Linked DNA regions of Mus musculus: all the other regions are linked to region 3. Evidence: chromatin contacts called from public HiChIP or PLAC-seq, capture Hi-C and promoter capture Hi-C data. All regions are on one chromosome and are shown on one strand. Each heading gives the region's core, a stretch centred on a gene start, on an enhancer-like site or on the middle of the called end of the contact. The rest is flanking DNA. Distances are from core to core; before and after follow the strand shown. Region 1 holds the start of Msh5 (mutS homolog 5). Region 2 holds the start of 2310061I04Rik (RIKEN cDNA 2310061I04 gene). Region 3 holds the start of Cchcr1 (coiled-coil alpha-helical rod protein 1). Region 4 holds the start of Ppp1r18 (protein phosphatase 1, regulatory subunit 18). Region 5 holds the start of Gnl1 (guanine nucleotide binding protein-like 1). Region 6 has its middle 8.3 kb from the start of Ier3.

Region 1 (3,424 bases), core at 923-3,422, 470 kb after region 3:
TTCGAGGCCAGCCTGGTCTACAAAGTAAGTTCCAGGACAGCCAGGGCTATACAGAGAAACCCTGTCTCGAAAAAACAAAAAACAAAAACAAAACAAAAAACAAAAAAACCTAAAATATGTCTGCCAATATCTAACCTCCACACTCTAAATTTCTCTACTATCGACTAGCTTTCTTTTCTTCTCAGTCTAACACACACACACACACACATATACAGACATATTTGAAGAAAATATTCTGGACTTGGAAAGACAGAGAGGAAAGACTGGGCTGGAAACTGAAAGAGGCAGGGAGGGCTGAGGTGAATTGATGCATGTTTGCTGGAACAGCAGTTAGTTAGTGGTTTCCTCTTGTGCTTCCTCTTCTGAGAGCTTTCTCCTCCCTGGGGCGCGGGGGGCGGGGGGGGGGGCTGGCTTATCTCTCTCCTCCCCAGGAAGGCAGAATATACTTGGTGTTTGGGCTTTTGAACTACAGCGTTGCAGACAGTTGTAGACTGACTCATGCGTGAGCCCCAGCTGAGTCCTAAGAATGTTCCCTCTATGCTGACCCTTGAGATCTGCACCAGAGCCTCTTCCCACTGATAAGAGAGATGGCTTCCATGAAGCCTTATTTCCCAGACACCTCCTTTTTTCCCTCTGGTCAGCAAGTGGCCAGCGGGCAATCTGCTCACAGTTAGATCGCTGGGAGAAACTTTAGATTCAAACAGGTTTGGCTGCCTCTCTTGGCTGTCTTTATGGCCGCAGCTGCTCTGATCATCACTATTGACTGTGGCTGCCTGAATTGCTACGCACACACAAATGCGTTATCTTGCCTTTATTTTCCAGGCTGCTCTGTCCTGGGATCACCCAGCAGTGCTCCTGGATTTGAAGCCAGGACTGCATTAAAAAAAAAAAAAATGTAGACTGCCATCTTATCTCTGAGCTCCCACTTCTTCTTTCTCCAGCTCTTCTTTTCTTCTGCTGCCTTCTCTTCCTGGGTCTGATCCCTTCCTCTTCTTGGTAAACCAGTCCCTAATCTCTTCATACCCCAGAATGGAAGGTGTGTCCCTCTCTGCCACTCCCCAGAGCTGTCACCAATAACCTCTTCCAGGTTTCCATAACTCCATTGCTCAATAATTTGCCAAGAGTAACCATTAACCCAGCCCTTAGACCTGCTCCCCTTTGGAGATGATTTTTCCAGTCGCTGATCAGCAGAGCCAGGTCACCTCATGCCATTTCTGAACCTCAGGCAGGATCTTAGTTTAGTGTAGCTAGGACAGTTTTTAAAAAATTATGTGGTGTGTGAGTGTGAGTGTGAGTGTGTGTGTACAAGCAGCACAGGTATGGAGGACAGAGGACAATCTGGGTACAAAATTGAAGGTACTTTTACCTGCTAAGCCAGCACTGAAGTTTTTGTTTGTTTGTTTATTGTTTTGTAAAGTATGGTTTTTTTTCTTTCCCTCAGAAACTCCTTCCTTCTCCTTCTTTCCCATCCAGATGGATCATCAGTCAGAGATACCCTGTGTCCTTAGGGGTGAGAGGACTGTAGTATGGTTGTATGTGTTCTAATTAGGTCTACTTTCAGAATTTAGTGTCTTTCAGATACTTATACTTCCTCTTCAGGGGTTCCAAAATAATCAAGCCCCGTGTTGCTCCTGTGGTTGGTGATCATCTCCTGCAATCAGGAAACAGGCAAAGTAGGTCTGAAACAGGAGTTAGTTCTTACTTCCACTTATTTATTTAAAACACTCATGTAGCGCTTACTTTGTTTGCTGGGCACTGTTCTGAGTTTTTTATAAATATTAACTTAGTGGGTACAAATATTAACGGAGTTGTTGCTGTTGGCACAGGTTGAATTAATGTTGCTTCTCTCCACTCTTCAGGAAGGAGGAAGACTGCCTCTGGCCCTTTAAGGTCGGCCTCCGGGCTCTGGCCTTCTCCACCGTGGCCCAGACCCTTTTTCCAGGCGGGGACCTTAGTTTAGGGCGGGCTCCGCCCAACATCAATCAAAGCTCTGCGACACGGCTGCTTAGCAACGGCAGAGGGCGGGAATTTTGAACACTCTAGCACCGCCCCCAATGCAAACGGACCAATCGACATCTAGCGTCCTCACCGCCTTCCCGTTGGATGGCTAAGCAGACCCTTTCAGCCACTAAGGGGGCGGGGCGAGCGCGCGCGGCCCACGCCTACAGGCTGCAGGCTTGCGGCGGTTGGTCAGGGAGGTGGATCGTCGCGGCTGAGGTGACGGAAAAGGCGGGAAAGTGCTGCGAATTGGCGGCTCCAGTGGGGTGGGGGTGGGGGAGGGGGTGGGGGTGGGTCAGGAGAGCGCGCTGCGGCTGTAAGGGCGTGGGTGGCGGGAGAGACTTGACGTGACAGCGCGCTCCGTCAGAGCTTCCAAAGCACGGCTTCGAGTGACAGGAATGAGGGTGGGACAGTAGCTCGGAGCTGCTCCCAACCTAAAGGGGCAGCCCCCGCGCCTGTCCCCTGAAAGCCCGCGCACCAGCCGCCTGCTGAATGCTGCTTTTGGACCTCCTTCCCCTCCCATGTCCTCAGAGTCGCCGAGCCCATGGCTTTCAGAGCGACCCCAGGCCGGACGCCGCCGGGACCCGGACCCAGATCCGGAATCCCCTCAGCCAGCTTCCCCAGCCCTCAGCCCCCAATGGCGGGGCCTGGAGGTATCGAGGAAGAGGACGAGGAGGAGCCCGCCGAGGTGTCCGCGGAGTTGGGAGGGCTGGGAGAGGCTGAGCCGACCCCGTTTCACGTTGACTAAACTCCCCATGAGTGCCTATCTCCGAGATTTGGTTAAATGATTAATAATAAGGGATGACCAATCCATGCCCTTCCGAGGGATTCAGATATCGATCCCCTTTCCTTCCTCGCGGGACAGATCCATCTGTGCGTGCTGTGGAGCTCGGGATACCTGGGCATTGCTTACTATGACACTAGTGACTCCACTATCCACTTCATGCCAGATGCCCCAGACCACGAGAGCCTAAAGCTTCTCCAGAGAGGTGCGACAGAGCCCTGCATTCCTCTCCTCTGGGGTGGGACGTGTGTTCACTCATACATCCTCATGTAGTTTATAGTCACCTGATTTAGGAATTACTTATTCAACACAACTTTATTAGGTACCTACTGTATGTGAAATGCTACAGATTTTGTCCCTGGCAAACCATGATTTTAGTGATAGTTTCCAGGACACTCTTGTTCCTTCCCACCGTGCCTTTACTAAGTCTCCTCCACTGCGCTCCCAGTGTGCAGACCATCCCTTACAGACATAAAATAACTTTAGTTTGGTTTTGGTTTTTTTTTGAGACAGGGTCTCACTATGTACTATGTGGCTCTGGTTTATCCTGAAACCTATTGTGTAGATCAGGCAGATTTTGATTTCATGGAGATTCCCCTGCCTCCCAAGGGCTGGGGTCAAAGGCATGTGTCACCATGCCTG
Region 2 (3,032 bases), core at 506-3,005, 380 kb before region 3:
ACAGAGTGAAAGCCTGTCAATAATAATAATAATAATAATAATAATAATAGTCCAACAGGGTCAACCATCTCTAAAAACTACCCTTTCTTCCTTGCTACTGTGGCCTGAAAGTTCTTTTATTTATTTGCTTATTTATTTATTTTTAAAGATTTATTTATTGTTATATGTAAGTACACTGTAGCTGTCCTCAGACACACCAGAAGAGGGCATCAGATCTCATTACAGATGTTTGTGAGCCACCATGTGGTTGCTGGGATTTGAACTCAGGACCTTCAGAAGAGCAGTCGGTGCTCTTAACCGCTCGCTGAGCTATCTCGCCAGCCCCGAGTTCTTATATTTAAAAGAATCATTTTAAGGGAGTTCACACATTCAGGCACCATGGTTCAGCAAGCTCCTTCCTGCATGCCCAAGTGTTTTTGACATAATTAGATCACATCACACACCATCCCAGTTAGAGCAAAGCAACAGTGCAGGATGGTACAGGAAATCTTGAAGTATAAAATAAGCCCTCCCCTACCTTTGCTAGAAGTCTTAGACAAGAATCCTTTAGGGAGGTAGCTGCCCATCGTCTTTGTTCCCACGCTATCCCTCCTTTCTCCTCTGACCCCTCCATGCCACCTTTTCATCCTGAGCCTCTTCCCCTTCATCTCCCGTTTCTTCTACAGGGGGACTCCCTGGGGGCTGGTAGCCCAAAGCTGCCACTACAGCCGCCATGGGGGATTCAATACCTCATTCCTGGGTACAGGTAAGTAGCCACTTTTTCTTATTCTCCAACCAAATAGGTCACACACACATACGACTACAGTCTCCCTAGATGCCTGGTATTTCCACAGGCAACCAAGAACGGAAGCAGGGGGAACAGGAAGCGGAGGATAGGTGAGGTCTACACCTCCCCCTTAACAGCTGCCAGCACCTTCTGACACTGCCTAACACTACTCCTCCTGCTTCCTCCTAAGTCTGTGTGAACTGGATACCAGTTTCCCCCACACATCTTTCTACCTAACGTCGTATAAGCCTTCTTCCTTGTGGCTTGAATTCTGGTGTTTTTCCCCTCTGTCGTGCTCTGAGTACTTAAGTTTGGACACCGTGGTAACTGTCCCAGCCTTAAAACCCAACAGGTGTCTGTACATTACCCTGCACCCACAACCTTGAAGAATTGTCTCAGCGTAATTCCCCGTTAGCAGCTCTAACACACGCTTCATCTCCCTGCCCACCAGGTCGGCCAGTGAGGATCGGGTCTTGTTACTGGATGGGTCTGGGGAGGAGCCTACACAGACAGGTGCTCCAAGGGCCCAGGCGCCACCCCCCCAGTCCTGGACGGTGGGTGGGGACATAATGAACGCCAGGGTCATTCGAAACCTGCAGGAACGCCGCAGCACCAGGCCTTGGTAACCATGGCCAAAGCTTAGTCCTCAGTATGGATGCATTCATTCACTCATTCATTCAACAGGCCTGTCAGCCTCAGATCCTTTGTATCGTTATTTTTAACCAGAGCAATAAAAGTATTTATTTGTTATCACTATAGCTACCGACAAAAAGTGACTTGTCATTATTCAAATTCACATGCCCCTCAGTCTCTCTCCTGAAACTATATTCAGTCCTACCTCCCCTCATTTTGCTAGGCCTGACAAGAGGCTGCGCAGGCGCCCTGGGAGCGCCCCGGCCCGCTGTGCGCAAGCGCACTCCCGCGTAGCGGCGCCTGGGCTGCTGCGGGCCCGCTGTGCGCAGGCGCACGGTCTCTCCGTTTTCCTCCCTTAGCCCCGGCCCCCCCCTCCCTCCTTTCCCCTTCACGAAGCCGGCTCCGGGGCGCGCTGCCCGGCGAGGAGACGGAGACGGGACGCGGGAGGCGCCCGTTCACTCCCGGAACACCATGTACCGTCCGAGCCCGGGGGCCGCCCGGCGCCTCGGGCCCTGCCTCCGCGCCTACCAGGCGCGACCCCAGGTGAGGAGGGGCGGGCGGAGACCCTCCTCAGAGCCGGCCGAGGGGCGGGGCGCCGGGCCGCGCAGGCGCAGAGGCCCCCGCCGCCCCTGACCACCCGTGTGCTGCACGTGTGAGGGGCGCGGGGCCCGCTAGGGCCGGCGTTCCCGGTGAGGTCCGGGGAGCGGCTATCCCGGGTGGCCCCGGTCCCCGCCGTTCTTACCTGTGCCTGGAGGTGACTTGAAGGGCAGGGCAGAGAGGCCGGAACTGCGGGCCTGTGGTGCACCTGCAGAACGGTCCTGCCCGAAAGGCTGGCCGCTGCACCGGGTCGGGCTCCGGGGGACGGCGGGAGCACGGCCACGCCCCCGGCGACGGGGAAGGCTCCCAGAGGGCTCGGCCAGGCCCCATGGACCCCCTGCCCCTGGGGTTCCTGGGCGCCAAGGGACTTGGAATCAGGCTTGACCTCGGGTGACCTGCCATCCTTGCAGTAGCAGCGTTAGTGACCGAGTTCACCCTTCAGCAATCGGCCCGATTGTCATTTAATGGTGCAGAAAATGATAATATAGAATATATATGTAATATATAATGATAATAGCTTCCGTTTATGTACTACTTTATGGGTGACGAAGTTTATACATTCATCATCCTGTTATATAGGCCTCTCCTCTATTTACTGGAAACTGAGGTGCAGGCAGAGTGCCCAGAGGTTCCAACAGAGTCAACTCAGAACTATTCACACCTTCACTTGGATGTTCTTTGCCCTGCACAGCTCTATTTCAGAATCCTGATACATGTTATATATAGATCGCATCATTTCTCCCATGGAGCAGTAAACCAGGATAATGATGGAATCATAGGTGTTCTTTCTAAAGTTGGGGACGGTGGCCCTGGTGCTGTTGTCCTCCTGCGCTCTTTCCTCATGTCTCCCTTTCCTCTGGTAAACTCTCTTCTGCAGGTAGGACTTGAAGCTTCTGATCAGCCCAGCTGGGGTGGAGGAGCATGAGCTGATTTCTTGTTCCTTTGTTTGGTTTTGTTTTTTAAAACTAGGTCTGTGTAGCCCTGGCTGGCCTGGAATCCATGGTAGCCCCTACACCACCATGCTTAGATGTCTGAT
Region 3 (3,030 bases), core at 382-2,881:
TGCCTCTGGAGAACTGGGTCAGCATGTCTAAGCTGCACGTCATTTTGCTTTAAAACAGCTTTTGCAGAACTTATCCCCTCCCTTAAGACATTTACATTCCTTATGTAATGAGAATTTAAGTCCAAACATCTATTCTCACTAACCCCAACGCATGTGGTCTATGCGTCGTAGGGGCCAACAATGGCCTATAGAAAAACCACACAAGTTATAGAACCAGGGGCTGAAATGAAGGCATGCGTGTATGAAGGACCATGTGTCAGTCTGAGGAAGAGGTGATTGGCAGATCCCTACCTGCCTCTCCGCCCTAGCCCCTGCCCATCTCCACAGAAATCCTGTCCCCACGTGGTCACTGTCGACCTCTGAGCATCTAGCCGTCTCTCTAAGACATCTTGGCTGGCCGGAGATTGGACCAAGGGAACGTCTGAAGCCCAGGTCGGGGCCATTCTTGGCAGAGTTGGAAGGGGCCGAGCTTGGAAGTGGGAGGGAGGAACCAGCCCAGCAAAACCTGAGGGGGTCACAAGAATAAAGACTGTCAGATTCTGAGAGAGGGGGAGAGGGAAGAGGGAGATGATCCTGGTCTCCTTGACTAGCCTCACTGACCTGACGGTGGCAACATCTTCCTGTTATATGAATCCTGTAGCTCTTGTCTCCAGTCACCTATGTTCCCCTGGACAATAGGAGAAACAAGGATACTTCAATTCAATTTTTCAGGCCACCTTCCAAAGAAAAAGCCCTATAAAAACAAAGTCATAATCCTTAAGTTACTGACAGGTCTATCGGGCTGTACGCTTCTCTTTTCCTACTTCCCTAAGGCACACGGTAACCAAACCACTTGCTTGTCCCAACTACGCTCCTGATAGAATGAACCAGGCAACAACCCTAAGGTAAATTTACTGAGACGAGGCTTCCTTCTACTTACAGGAATGTGGGTGGTGTGCCTTTACCTTCCTCCTTAAGTGTCTACGGTCCCTGCAGCTCAGGACTCTCTGGACACAGTATAAGGAGCCCACTCTCCACAGTCCTTGCCATGGAATGGTAGGGCCGTTGGGAAGCCCATCTAGGCACCATCGAGCCAGGATTTCTGAGTCATTTCCTATTAAAGAGTTAGCCCAAGGCCTGGTCCGGGAAGAATGAGGCCACATGTGGGGTTAAGCGTCTTCCCTAGGATCCCTGAGGAATCGGAGCAGCCGGGAGCCCGTTGCTGGGAAGCCAGCTTCCTGGCAACTCATCTGGGCCTCTCTGTAACGGGCCTCAGTTGCTCTCTATCCCCTCGGCTTCCATTCCCGATGCATCTCTCTTCGGAGTCCTACAGCATCTTCTTTCCCCCACTTCCATCAGAATTCAAGTTTTTGGGTTTTTTTTTTTTTCACTCAACCCCCGCGATTCCTACCCGTTTCTCTTCCTAGACCTAGTATGAGTCTTTTTCGATGGAATTATCTTGGTCGCTCCCTGTCCTGTCTCCCCCACTTCTCTCCCGCACACACCCCGGGCTAATCCCCGTCAGGACCCTGAACTCTGAGGCTGTCTTGACCTCCTCATCTATCCTTTGACCCAGCTCCTGCACCCCTCTTGCCCTGTGGATCCCCTCCGCCCCCCTTGCGCCCCCTCTCAGACTCTTCCCGCCCCCAACTGACTCTCCCCGAACGCCCCTTACCCAGCGCGAGATCCGCCCTCTTGCCACGCCCCTTACACCTAGCACCCAGTCTAGACGCCACACCCAGATCACGCATGCGCGGGGCGGCGGGCTGCTCTACAGCTCCATTTCTCCCTACCGGAAATAGGAAGAAGAAAGGTGCAAGCAGGCACCCTGACGCCCCAAACTTTCTCCGCGCCCTGACGGCCCCTCCTCTCCCCGGGAACCCGGGAAAACGTGCCGGCCAATCAGAAGTGGCGGAGAGCGGGAGATGAGCAACTCCCCCCTGCGCATCGGCCAATAGAGCAAATGGGTGCAACTCAGATGGCCAATCAGAAGCAGCCGGCGGGGGGGCGGGCTCGCGGGCGCGAAGTCGGACCCGGGAATTCCGAAGGAGGAGTCTGCGCAGCGCGCGCGCGCGCCTTCACCCAAGCCCCGCCTTCGGGGCGGCTTCCTTGGCTGTCAAACCTCGGCGGGAGCGCGGGACGCAGGGTACGGAATCCCTTCCTCAGTTTACCCCGCGAGCGAAAAAAAGAAAGGGTGAGATCCACTTTGTTACAGAATTAGGGACCCGTCTGCGCCGCCCTTTGCGGGTGACAGTGGATTCACTTCCCTTAGGGGAACTGATCCGAAGAGCGGGGGTGGGGGGGAAAGATGGAAGGGGTGCGCTACTTGGATTAGAAAGTTTAACCATAAATTCCCTGACTCCAGGTTACACTTAGGGAGAAGACCCGTGTCACACGCACGTTTGTGTACCAGGGCCCCTTCACCCCCTCTGCCTGTTCCCAGTTGCGGTTTAAACTAGCTTTGCCTTGCACAGATTGTCGGAGGCTCCCGGATGTTGAGCCGCCTGAGGATCCGGCTTCACTGAGGTGCCACAAGACGTCTTCCTGGTTTTGCATCGCATCAGGACTTTACTGGAATTGCTTTTTAAACCTCATCTTGACAGCCTCTGTCTTGGTGCATATCCAGGCCTCTGGCGCTCTGAATCTGCACTGCTTAAGTTGGCATTAGGCACAATACTTAGCTGTTGACATCAGAGAGAACTGAATTGAAGCCCACGGTGCATGACCCAGGAGTAGGAGAGGGAATGGACTTCTGAGGTGGGCAAAGTGGTGCAGAGGGGGCACCCCCCATGCTGCCCTGTTTCCAGCTGCTGCGTATAGGGGGCGGCAGGGGCGGTGACCTCTACACCTTCCACCCCCCGTCCAAGTCTGGCTGCACCTATCGATTGGGCTGCAGGGCCGACCTGTGTGATGTGGCCCTGCGGCCCCAGCAGGAGCCCGGCCTCATCTCTGGAGTCCATGCGGAATTGCATGCTGAACTCCAAGGGGACGACTGGAGGGTCAGCCTGGAGGATCACAGCAGCCAAGGTAAGCAATGAGCAGAAGAGCCCC
Region 4 (3,252 bases), core at 536-3,035, 350 kb before region 3:
CAGAGTGCTCTGGTGGGAGGGGGGAGGGCCCAGAGCAGAGGTTCTGCTGGGCTCTCAGAGGCCTGCTCTGAGCCTCCGCCTCCTCCTTCTCAGCCTCCTCTTCAGCCTCCATACCAGAAGGTCCTGGGTGCTTCTCTGAAGATGCTGGAGGATCTGGCTTCTGAGTTTGTGTATCTATGTCCCAGGTCGTCCGTTCTCGAGCCTTCCCAGAGTTTAGGGTCCATTTCCAGCTTTCAGTGGGTCTCTGCTCAGCAGTCTCCACTTCGCTCGAGGTGATGTCTTGAACCTCCTTTGTCACCGGAACAATCCCTGAACTCAATTTCTCTTCCTCTCTCCCACACCCTTCCAAGTAGTCTTTCCTCTCTTCACCGGACTTCAGCCTCCACTCTGTGGCCTCCAGCTGTATCAAGCTCTGTTTCTGGGGTTCTCTTGAGTCAAGATTCCATTTATGGACATCTGTCGGGCTGGCCTTCTGGTCACCAGGCTCCCCAGGGCTCAGAATGCTTTCCAACACCTCCTTTCTCTTGGGACTGTCATCTCCAGAACCCGCTAATCTCAGACTCTCCTCTGGAGTTTCTCCAGGGCTCAGCCTCCATTTCTGAGCCTCTGCTGGTCTGGAACTCAGGTCTCTGGCCTCTGCTGGGCTCTGCCTCCAGTCTCGAAGAGACCTCGAACTTGACTCTTGGGCTCCCCCTATCACCAGCCTCCTATCTCTGGACTCCCGGGGACTTAGCCTCTCTTCTCTGGACTCTCTTCCCTTAGGACTCTGATCTCTTAAATTACCAGGACTTGATCTCCTTTCTAGAACCTCCAGAGGCCCAGCCTTCCTATCACCAAGCACCTCGTTTCTCTGCTGCTGCTGCTGTTGCTGCTGCCGCTGTCGCTCCTGTTGGATGAATCGATTCTGATGTACTGGTCCAATAGCCTCCAAAAGGACAGCAGATTCATCTGGGTCTGGAGGTCCAGCCTCAGCATTCCCAGGCACAGGGCTCCCCTCTCCAGGAGGCAGGCCCAACTTGGCTCTGCGTCGTTCCAGGATTCCCCTCTTCCAGGCTGGCATCTGGGACAAGCGATCCCGTTCTGCTTTCTCGCGGCCACGAACCGCTGCCTCCTCCTGCCTCCGCCGGGCTAGCAACTGTAGCTTCCAATCTGGGATAGCGGTCATGGTCACTGGAAGTGAAGGAGAGAGTATTGGGGGACAGGAACAGGAAGGGTAAGCTTCAGAGGAGCCCGGAGACTGAGAATGGGGGTTGGGGGAGGAAGTGATGCGGGAAGGGACGAAGAAGGGCAGGAGGGGACAGTGGAATTAAGAATGAAGATAGAGGAAGGCCGTGAAAGGAAGGACAGCAAAAGAGTCAGGAACTGAAAAACTGAAGAGAAAAGCTGGGTGCCAAGTTGGGGGTGGGGATAGTGGGAGAGGAAGAGTCGAGATTCCGGGCAGAGGCAGAGCTAGATTGGGGTTTGTGGGCACCAGACCGTCCCTAAGATATAAGAAAGGGGAGAGAGGAAAAGCAGGAGAGAGAGAGGAGCCGGAGGAGCCGGGGCTGAGAAGTGAGCGGATTCAGTCAAGACTGCCTCCCCCGGTACGCAGGGGGAGATAAACGGGAAGAACAGGGAACCAGACGGCGAAGGGCGAGGAGATCGGGCAGGAGGTGAGGAGGTGAGGACAGATGTAGAGGGCAGAGGTCCAGGGTAGAAGGGGAGACCGGGAAACAGGCAAGGGCGCCGGCGCCTCTTCGCACGGGGCCCCCGCAGCTCCCGGCTGCCTTCCCGGCTGCGCTCGGCCCCGCCCCTCAGTCCGGCCCCTACCCCACTGTCTTTCCCGCCCCCGAGGCGGGTCAGGGGAAATACCCTCCTTGGGGACTTTTGGTACCCGAGCAAGTGTGCAGCCCCGTACATTCCCAGAACCCTGGCGTCCAGCCGCGTTCAGTCCCTACAATCTCGCCGGCCTCCCCACCGGATACGCTCCAGAACTCGGGCGCGACGAGGACCCACATCACGCCTCTGCTGTCTTCCCCAACCAGGGAGCCGGCTCTCAGGGGACCTTGACCCAAAGGGTTGTGCACCAGAGGGAACTGAAGGGACAATCTATGCAAAAGGGGAGACACTCCAGGGAAGATCTGGAGCCAGGAGGCACTTCTCTTAAAGTGGGAGCCACATAGTCAACTTACACGCCTCGGGGTCCCTAGGAGGAGGTGCAGTGGAGTCAGGCGTCGGGAGAGAGGAAGAGGAGGAGAGAGGCGAAGGGAGATCCGGAGGGAGGGAGGGAAACAGAGGAGGAGGGAAGAGGGAGCCTAAGAGGAGGGACGGAGACGCAGACTGGGGGCCAGGCGGGGGCGGCGACCGCTTTGTCTACGGACAATGGGGCGAGGGAAGGGGGCGCAGGGAGGAGCCCGGCGAAGGGCGGGGCTTCGCTGCCCTCCTTCCCGCGTGGACTCTGGTGGGACTTCTCTCTTGCTGTGGCTATCCCCTCGCTCTCCGTTGTCTGTCTCCAGAGACCTTCACCCGCTTCCTTCCTTGCAGCCCCGAAGAAGCGGGGTGTCCAGACCCACTTCTCCAGCTGGCCGACCCGGGGCGGCGGCCCGTGACTCAGGCCCCCTGAGGGACATGGGGAGGAAGCGGCAGCTGCTTGGAGTCGGACCCGCCCTTCCCATCTCTCGCCGCTCCTCCCCACGCTTTTTCTTTCCCTAGCCAGTCTTTGTTACCGTGGCAGAGAAGGCGGCTGCCAGGCCCTGGGGTCTGAGGCAAAATGGCTTTGGGAGTTCGCTCTCCTCCCAGAGAGTTATTCTGTCTCCCGTGGGTTCCCTGATTTATACGCGGAGAAACTAATATTTGGAGGGAACAGGACTGGACGACTGAGAGATGGGGCGGGTCCATGGGGTGTGGCCCCAGCCTTGCGATCGTTTTAGAGTGCTCGGCTATCACCGCAAAAACTAGGTCTCATCTTCCTTCCCACAATTGGTTCTGCGGCTTGAGAGTCATGGACAGACAAGTGGATATCATATGTATAAAATTTTATTTTTTCTGCAGCGCATATCCTTTGGGAGAGCAGGGAGCCCTGAGTCAACCCGAGTTAAAATCGGGAGACGTCGCCTTAGGAGACCACACAGAGCTGTAGGGAAAGACCTAAGGAGAAACTAAGGCAGGAGTGGGGAGGAAGCACAGCCGCGGTACAAAAGAGCCACTACTTATAAACTTTCAGATAGGCCCTGACATAGCTCCCTGAGGTGGAAACATGGAAGGGAATCCCTG
Region 5 (3,227 bases), core at 198-2,697, 460 kb before region 3:
CCCAAGGTATTCCTGGAAGCTCCGCTCCTCCTGGCTCATTAGCTGTTCCTTGGACATCTCATAACTCCAAGGAGGCCGCCGGGGAAAGTCCAGGACTGGGAAACAAGGAAAGAGACCGGATAAGCATGAGGACTTTTTCTGGACCCCTTCTCTGGCCAGCAAGTTCCCCAGGCTGATGGCATACACAAGTAGCCCCCACTCACCTGAGCCAGGCTGATACACTTCCCGGATATCCAACTCTAACACTTCAGCACTGACCGGCTGCAACACTTGCTCTCTGGCCGCTCTCTTTCTCCTCTCCACCTCCTCCCGGCTGTCCCGTTCAAAATGCAGCCGGTATCTAAGGGGAAAGGGACCACACATCTAGTGGAGTCCTGTGACAAACAATCTCCTCTTCTGACCACAAAACTGCAAAGGTTCCTCTCCTGGTTGTTCAAGTCTCCTCTAAACAAACTCTTGACAGTCCCCATTGGAAGGCAAGAAAGATTGTGGCCCATCCAGGGAGAACCACCTTCCTTGGCTTCCAGCCTCACTAGTTCCACTTTCAATCCTTCATCGGAAGCTTTTCCTAAGGGTGAGGGCGGGGAAACTGCGGCCAGCGCCCTTCTCCTTGGCTTACCGGTTGGGGTCGTAGCCTCTGGGCCCCAGGCCCTGGGAAGGTTGCTGGTTGAGCCTGCGGATATGATGGGTCACGGATTCCCCATCCGACGTGTCCGTCTGCTCCTCCCGCCGCTCCCGGCTACCGCTGCGGCTGTTGGAACTGGAGCGCAGCCCATCTTGGAGCCCTGAGGGGAGGGGCCGGTGACGCCGGTGTAGACCGGTTCTTAGGGGACCTAAAGCCCCCCGAGCCGGTAGGACAAGCTCTTCTTCAGCCGACCCAACTTCTCCAGAGGCTCCATCTTCCCAACCGCGCGCCCCAACCCCGTCCCGGATGGGCCTGGAGGTCGTCACAGCGCCCTGTGGCAGCAGCAGCAGAAGCAGAAGCAGAGTTTCCCATCCCCCACCCTCCACCCCTCCCCGTCCCGCCGCTGCGGGAAACCCCCACCGTGGCAGCCCACGCGGGATCGCGAGAGCCCACCCACCCACCCCCCGCCCGCGGTGCCGCGGCACAGCCCTCCTCCAGAGCTGCGCAGCGGCCCCGCCCCCTCCCTGACCTCGCTTCCGCTCCCGCTTGTCCTGCAGCTGCTTCTTCTTCTGCTTCACGCTGAAGGGCTTCTTCCTCGGCATGGCCCCGGAGCCCCGGCCCGCCCTCCGCCGAGCTCCCCGCCGCCGCAACTGACTCCCCGGGGCAGCCCCCGCCGGCGGCCCGGGGCCCTGGGGAGGCGGGGCCGCGGTGACGTCAGCAGCGAGCGGCGGGGAGCGGGGAGCGGGGCGGCGGGGATGCAAGCGGCGGCACGTGAGAGTCCGCGGGTCCGGGATGCACGGTGCGGCGAGCGGGAGACGCGCGTGGGAGGCCCGAGCCGACTCCGTCACGGGCGCTACCAAGTGGCAGTCGCGGGAGGGGGGACGCGTGTCACCGCCGCCCGGCGCTCCCGGGAGCTGCCACTCACCTGGCGGGGGCCGGGCGACGGGGCGAGGACACGCCCCACCGCGCGGCCGCCTGGAGAGGATGGCCCCTGGCGGGAGAGCCGGGACTGCGCTGGCTGCCCGGTGGACTGGCTGCCCCGTGGACTGGCCTGCGGCAACAGGACTCGGTAAGGAGATTGCGGAAGAGGCAGGTTCACTGGCCACACGTGCGAGCGCGGGTGAGGAGGAAAAGCGAGCGGGACAAGGACTTTTGGAGAGAGGTCAGAGAGCACGGAGTTGTGGCTGTAGTTGTTGCCATGGTAACTGGGGCCCGGATGTGGCGACCTTAGGATGCGACAGGCCTCTCGCGTGCCGCCAGAGTCCCGAAGCCTGTCCGGTGTCTCACTGGAATGGGGTGGTGCTTTCCCACGTGGAGAGGAACTGCACAAGGGGGAGCAAAGCTTCCCCACGCGCGCGGCGGGGTGAGCGAGGCACCTTGTAGGAGCGAACGGCCGCGGCACATCCACGACCTCCCGGAAGTGGCATGGTGGGCGCCTCGGTCACCCGGCCCATCGCCCACCCGGAAGCGGAAGGAAAGCTAGTGTGCCCCTTCCTCACTGCCCTCCAAATCTTGCTGCAGCCATTGCCGCAGCCGCTATGCCGAAACGAAAGAAGCAGGACCAGCCGCCGCCGCTGCCGCAGCAGCAGCAACATCTCGCACTGTCTGAGCGGGACGAGCCTGGAGATGAGGAGGATGAGCGCCCCATGGGTGAGGGGCAGGGCGTGCACACGCCTGTCAGCCGGCCAGGGGGCTAGGATAGAATGAAATGCGGGGGAGGAGGTGCCAACGGAAGGAGGAAGGGCGCACGCGTGGAGGTGGGGTGGGACGTGGTGGGGGAGGGATGCTGGTGGAACCTGGATTGAGGGCTTCGCTTGCTTGAACCCTCAACCTCAATCTGGCTCCTAATCCTTTCTGGAGAAGGCAGGGGAGGTGGCGGCTCGGCTAAACATCTGGCTTGCGCAACCGCAGAATGGCGGGGGGAGAGGGGTGGCAGCGATGTTACAGATTGTGATGATCGGGAAGACAATTTGTGACCACACTTCCACTGGTTAGGTCAACCTTCTGTGAACTACTCCCCCGAGGGAAGGAGAGGAGAAAAAAACTATGATGGGCCAACAGTTAAGGTGAGGGATTGGGGTACGTGGAATCACTGGCATGTTGTGGATGCAGCACTGTGAGGAAAGAGCTGTTAGAGACCTCTGTTACCCTCTGATGGACTCTCAAACAACTCTGCAGAGGGACGGGCAGATGGACGGGGTGAGAGTTTGCGGCACTGCTGAGTGGATATATGACTTACCTGGTTAAAAACTGAGTGTTATAAGACCACGTAAGGACGAGGTGATCAGTCCTTTGCACCGTTCTGATGGCTGTTTTCTCACGTCTGCTCTTAGGACCACCCAGCCTTCTGGGCCCTCCCCCCATGGCTAACGGGAAGCCTGGTGATCCCAAGTCAGGTGAGGAGAAATTGGGCCCTGATTCATGTTTTAAGCCCTGGAGAAGGGATGGACCCCTAAAGACTTAAACAAAAGCCCAGGGATTGTGTGTACCTAAATGAGGGATCATATATTAACCGTTTGGAAATACGGTGTTGTCAAAATGTTACTTTCCTTCCAGATTAACTCCTAGGTCTGTCTTTATTTGTGTGTAGAAATAAATGTTC
Region 6 (3,374 bases), core at 476-2,975, 300 kb before region 3:
GGCTCTCTCAGGCAGCTTTTGCAGTTCTTTGTTCATCATGGAGAAAGGAGAGATTTCTGTGTTCCTACTTCCTCTTTGGCCAATGCAAGTGAATTTTACACACTCACCCTTGCTCTTGGCTGACACACGGTTTAGCTGGAACAAATCTAGCCAGAGGCCTCCATTGATAGGAGTAGAACACGGAGGTATGTCTTAGGCAGTTAATCAATGACCCCTGAAGTCGATTGTTTAGCTTCCACCAGCTTCTGGCAATTTTCCTATGACGCAAAAGCAGGGCAAATGTGCCTGGAGCAGCTGGACAAGCTGCAGCAGTAACAGGTCTACCTGCCCTGTAATGCAGCTCGGTCTGGCTCAGCCCAGCTTTGTCCAGCTGCACCAACGCAGGCTTCCTAGACTAGATTTCAGGAAGCAGAGAATAGGGCTTCTCTTTGGCTTCGGTTTCCTTCTTGCCAGATTGTAATTCTATGAAGGCTGACTTGTTCATCTTGTAGGACGCTGTTTCCAATTTTCCAAGGTCTAGAACTTTTTTCATTTTTCTTTCTTTCTTTTTTTTTTTTTTTTTTTTTTTTTTTTGGTTTTTTGAGACAGGGTTTTTCTGTGTATCTGTGTAGCCCTGGCTGTCCTGGAACTCACTTTGTAGTCCAGGCTGGCCTCGAACTCAGAAATCCGCCTGCCTCTGCCTCCCAAGTGTTAGGATTAAAGGCACTGCCTGTTTTTTGTTTGTTTGTTTGTTTGTTTGTTTTAGATAATGTCTCTGGCTGTTGAGATGGCTCTTGTGGCAAAGATGCCTGCCATCAAGCCTAAAGAGCCTAAAATACCTTAAGCTCTATGCCCAGGATCCACACAGCAGGAGGAGAAGGCCAACTCCCACAAGCTGTCCTCTGATTTCCATTCACAGACTGTGGCATGAATGCCTACACACACACACACACACACACACACACACACACACACACACAGAGACAGAGAGACAGAGAGTGAGACAGAGAGACCTCTGTCTCTAGAGAGAGAGGCAGACTCATGAAACTCACCATGGCCTTGAACTCTCTAAGTAGCTGAGAAGGACCTTGAACTGCTGGGATTAGTCGCAATTTACTGGGTACTAGACACTGAACACAGGGCCTCTGTGTGCTAGGCAAGCACTCTACCTTGATCATATGGGAGTCGGCCTGCAGCTCCAGTCATTACTTCAGTGTTAGCAACTGGAGGGTATGACTGAACCGAGGACTTCCTGTATGCTAGACGAGCACTCTACCAACTGAACCACTGCCCACCCCACCCTTTTTACACAAGATCAAATCGGGGGAAAGGTAGAGTGGGTAAAGGTGTCTCTTTGTCATGCCTTTTGTGGTACCCTGTATTTACCGATGACTGATCTATACAGTTGAAGGCCTTAGATTACAGGCCCTCCGTTGGACTTGCACTTCTGAAGCCCCATGATTCAGAAGCGGGTTTTTTTATAGGTCCCCGAAAGTCTGCTGTGCCTCCCTCCCCCTCGAGAGCAGTACCACAGGGCCTTTTCTTTAAAGGTTGGGAGGGAATGTCCCCTCCCAGAGAAGCCTCTCAGCTAGAATGCTCAAGTTGAGGGCTGGCCAGATGCCATTAGGGATCGCGTGTTAGGACTGGCTTGATCTGCTGCCAAGGGTGAGCCCTGCGGTGGTATTCTGGGAAGAGGAGATGCCATGTGACTCAGAACCAAGTTAGGGAAAAAACAACCTCACTCAGTCCCTGGCACTCTGCCTCCCCAGTATGGCTTTGACATGACCTCATGAAAGAGGAAGCTGGACCGGGCAGACTAGAGCTTTGCTTTCCCTTCAGGTTTTGTCTCCACTGTCTCATAGATTCCCTAGAGTGTCTGGGCCTTAAGCTGCCGTCATTCTGGCTCCTAAGTAGTTCTGGCCCACTGCAGACATTCCCCCCGCATCAGACAATCAAGGAGTTAGAAATCCCACTCAGCACCGAAGGGAATGTGAGATGACACGTGTTTCTTCTCACCACTGAGCTCCTTCCCTGAATGGCTCTCATTTGGAGTTGCTCCTGTCTGCTGGAGATCGAGGATAGATCAAGTGCTACTGCCCCCCAGAATGTAGGAGTGGTTGTATAGCTACATTCCCCAGTTCAGAAAGCAGGGACTCCCACATTCCTGGGCAGCTGAGCCACCTTTGGAGCTGCTGCATCTCAGCTGAGACCAACCTATCTAATGCATTTGGTATTCAGAACCAAGGACTTTCAGGAAATGAGGGCGGTGCTGGGTCACAAAGAACCTTCCAAAAGCCAGGTGCCCCTGGTGCTAAAGTCTGGCACTTGGGACTTTCACCGGCACGGCCTGGGTTCAGTTCTTGAACTGATGAGGTGAGGTGAGGATGAAGATGTGGCTTAGTGGCTGGAGGGCTTGCTGAGTATGCTTGAGGCCTGAGGTCTGATCCCTCACAGCGGAAAAATAGACACTGTGGTGCAAACCTATAATCTCAGCCCTCTGGATGTGGAAGAGGATAAGGAGCATTAAGGCATTGAGGTTTGCTCTTTTGTTTGTACTGTCATGCTAAACGCTGGCCCCAAGGCCTGGTTGACCCTCAGGAACGTGAGGATCTCCAAGTAGACCCAAGTGATGCTGTGACCTTGCCCCCCAAGTTATCCCTGATGGGTGAATAAAGATGCCTACAGCTATAACCGTGCAAAGTCAAAGTAGGCAGGGCCTGGGGTTCCCCGGGCTGACCAAGCCAGTTCAGTCAGTCAACATGGTCTTGAGGGAGTGAGTGAGGATTAAAGACCAAAAAGGCAACACTAGAACATGACTCCAGCCAGGGCTGAAGGTGAAGTGGGTTTATTCTTTTCCAGACTGCTTTTATATCATTCTAGGTACATACAAAGCATATGGTCAGTCCTAAGGCATAAACAAAGGAGCCAGGGAACAAACAAGGCAGAAGAATGCATTAGATCCTCTGGAGTTACGGATGGTTATGAGCTATCATGTGGGTGCCCGGCCCTCCGGTAGGGCAACAAGAGCTCTTAATTGCTGAGTCATCTTTCTAGCCCTGATTTATTATTTTTAAATGTTTTTTTTCTGTGTATGAATGTTTTGCCTATAGACATGTAAGTGTACCTTGCACACACACACACACACACACACACATACACACACACACACACACACACACACAAACACACACACACACAAATATAACCTCCTGGTGCCCATGGAGGCTAGAAGAGGCTGTTGGATCCTCTGGAACTTGAGTTACAGATGGCTGTGGACCACCATATGGGTTCTGGGAATTGAACTCAGAACCTCTGCAAGGGCAAGCGGTGCTCATAACTGCTGAGCCATCTCTCCAGCCCCTTTTGTTATCATTTATTTTTATCTTATGTGTATA

The links. Promoter capture Hi-C pulls out the DNA fragments that hold promoters and counts their contacts. HiChIP or PLAC-seq counts read pairs in DNA pulled down with a chosen protein or histone mark. Capture Hi-C pulls out chosen DNA fragments and counts their contacts.
Region 1: a contact with region 3 is called in a promoter capture Hi-C map of erythroid cells, with 9 times the contacts expected there. The contact joins the promoter of Msh5 here to the promoter of Cchcr1 in region 3. A contact is called at or near these places in 1 of 39 promoter capture datasets (erythroid cells) and 1 of 9 other capture datasets (liver).
Region 2: a promoter capture Hi-C map of pancreatic islet shows a contact between it and region 3. The contact joins the promoter of 2310061I04Rik here to the promoter of Cchcr1 in region 3. A contact is called at or near these places in 4 of 39 promoter capture datasets (cranial neural crest, embryonic stem cells, liver and 1 more), 1 of 484 Hi-C or Micro-C datasets (CD4 T cells), 3 of 115 datasets of contacts at active chromatin or transcription factors (embryonic stem cells and pancreatic cancer cells) and 3 of 9 other capture datasets (adipose tissue, liver and pancreatic islet).
Region 4: a contact with region 3 is called in a capture Hi-C map of embryonic stem cells, with 2.7 times the contacts expected there. The contact joins the promoter of Ppp1r18 here to the promoter of Cchcr1 in region 3. A contact is called at or near these places in 8 of 39 promoter capture datasets (the 3T3-L1 cell line, the HPC-7 cell line, the SN4741 cell line and 4 more), 2 of 484 Hi-C or Micro-C datasets (embryonic stem cells and uterus), 4 of 115 datasets of contacts at active chromatin or transcription factors (embryonic stem cells, neural tube and pancreatic cancer cells) and 3 of 9 other capture datasets (adipose tissue, embryonic stem cells and liver).
Region 5: an HNF4G HiChIP or PLAC-seq map of pancreatic cancer cells shows a contact between it and region 3. The contact joins the promoter of Gnl1 here to the promoter of Cchcr1 in region 3. A contact is called at or near these places in 3 of 39 promoter capture datasets (cranial neural crest, neural stem cells and pre-B cells), 2 of 115 datasets of contacts at active chromatin or transcription factors (memory CD8 T cells and pancreatic cancer cells) and 1 of 9 other capture datasets (adipose tissue).
Region 6: an HNF4G HiChIP or PLAC-seq map of pancreatic cancer cells shows a contact between it and region 3. The contact joins the enhancer-like site here to the promoter of Cchcr1 in region 3. A contact is called at or near these places in 9 of 39 promoter capture datasets (the C10 cell line, the HPC-7 cell line, cranial neural crest and 5 more), 5 of 484 Hi-C or Micro-C datasets (the G1E-ER4 cell line, embryonic stem cells and olfactory sensory neurons), 5 of 115 datasets of contacts at active chromatin or transcription factors (effector CD8 T cells, embryonic stem cells and pancreatic cancer cells) and 2 of 9 other capture datasets (liver and pancreatic islet).

Annotation. Positions count from the first base shown.
Region 1 is chr17:35,045,493-35,048,916 of GRCm38.p6, reverse strand. It overlaps Msh5 (mutS homolog 5), which reads left to right and starts at 2,172. Exons shown (of 25, transcript NM_001146215.2): 1 at 2,172-2,217; 2 at 2,530-2,686; 3 at 2,864-2,987. The coding sequence starts at 2,543.
Region 2 is chr17:35,896,101-35,899,132 of GRCm38.p6, reverse strand. 2310061I04Rik (RIKEN cDNA 2310061I04 gene) reads left to right here and starts at 1,755. Exons shown (of 6, transcript NM_001033630.1): 1 at 1,755-1,942. The coding sequence starts at 1,871. It overlaps Atat1 (alpha tubulin acetyltransferase 1), which reads left to right. Exons shown (of 13, transcript NM_001142744.1): 11 at 666-745; 12 at 834-876; 13 at 1,218-1,538. The coding sequence ends at 1,392.
Region 3 is chr17:35,515,854-35,518,883 of GRCm38.p6, reverse strand. It overlaps Cchcr1 (coiled-coil alpha-helical rod protein 1), which reads right to left and starts at 1,631. Exons shown (of 18, transcript NM_001372297.1): 1 at 945-1,631; 2 at 601-667; 3 at 292-505. The coding sequence starts at 1,142. It overlaps Tcf19 (transcription factor 19), which reads left to right and starts at 2,060. Exons shown (of 4, transcript NM_001163764.1): 1 at 2,060-2,125; 2 at 2,454-3,006. The coding sequence starts at 2,769.
Region 4 is chr17:35,865,148-35,868,399 of GRCm38.p6, reverse strand. It overlaps Ppp1r18 (protein phosphatase 1, regulatory subunit 18), which reads right to left and starts at 1,785. Exons shown (of 3, transcript NM_175242.1): 1 at 1-1,785. The coding sequence starts at 1,165. Nrm (nurim (nuclear envelope membrane protein)) reads right to left here. Exons shown (of 4, transcript NM_134122.2): 4 at 3,000-3,252.
Region 5 is chr17:35,978,175-35,981,401 of GRCm38.p6, reverse strand. Gnl1 (guanine nucleotide binding protein-like 1) reads right to left here and starts at 1,447. Exons shown (of 12, transcript NM_008136.2): 1 at 1,155-1,447; 2 at 620-785; 3 at 204-340; 4 at 1-95. The coding sequence starts at 1,227. It overlaps Prr3 (proline-rich polypeptide 3), which reads left to right and starts at 2,107. Exons shown (of 4, transcript NM_145487.4): 1 at 2,107-2,275; 2 at 2,959-3,021. The coding sequence starts at 2,164.
Region 6 is chr17:35,811,717-35,815,090 of GRCm38.p6, reverse strand. No RefSeq gene overlaps it. Among named protein-coding and RNA genes, the nearest start is that of Ier3, 8.3 kb to the left of the region's middle. Within about 2 kb of position 1,725, at least 276 of the 459 cell types and tissues checked have an H3K27ac peak or open chromatin away from gene starts, as enhancers often do. A contact at or near this core is called in the G1E-ER4 cell line, the HPC-7 cell line, effector CD8 T cells and 5 more, where this site is marked.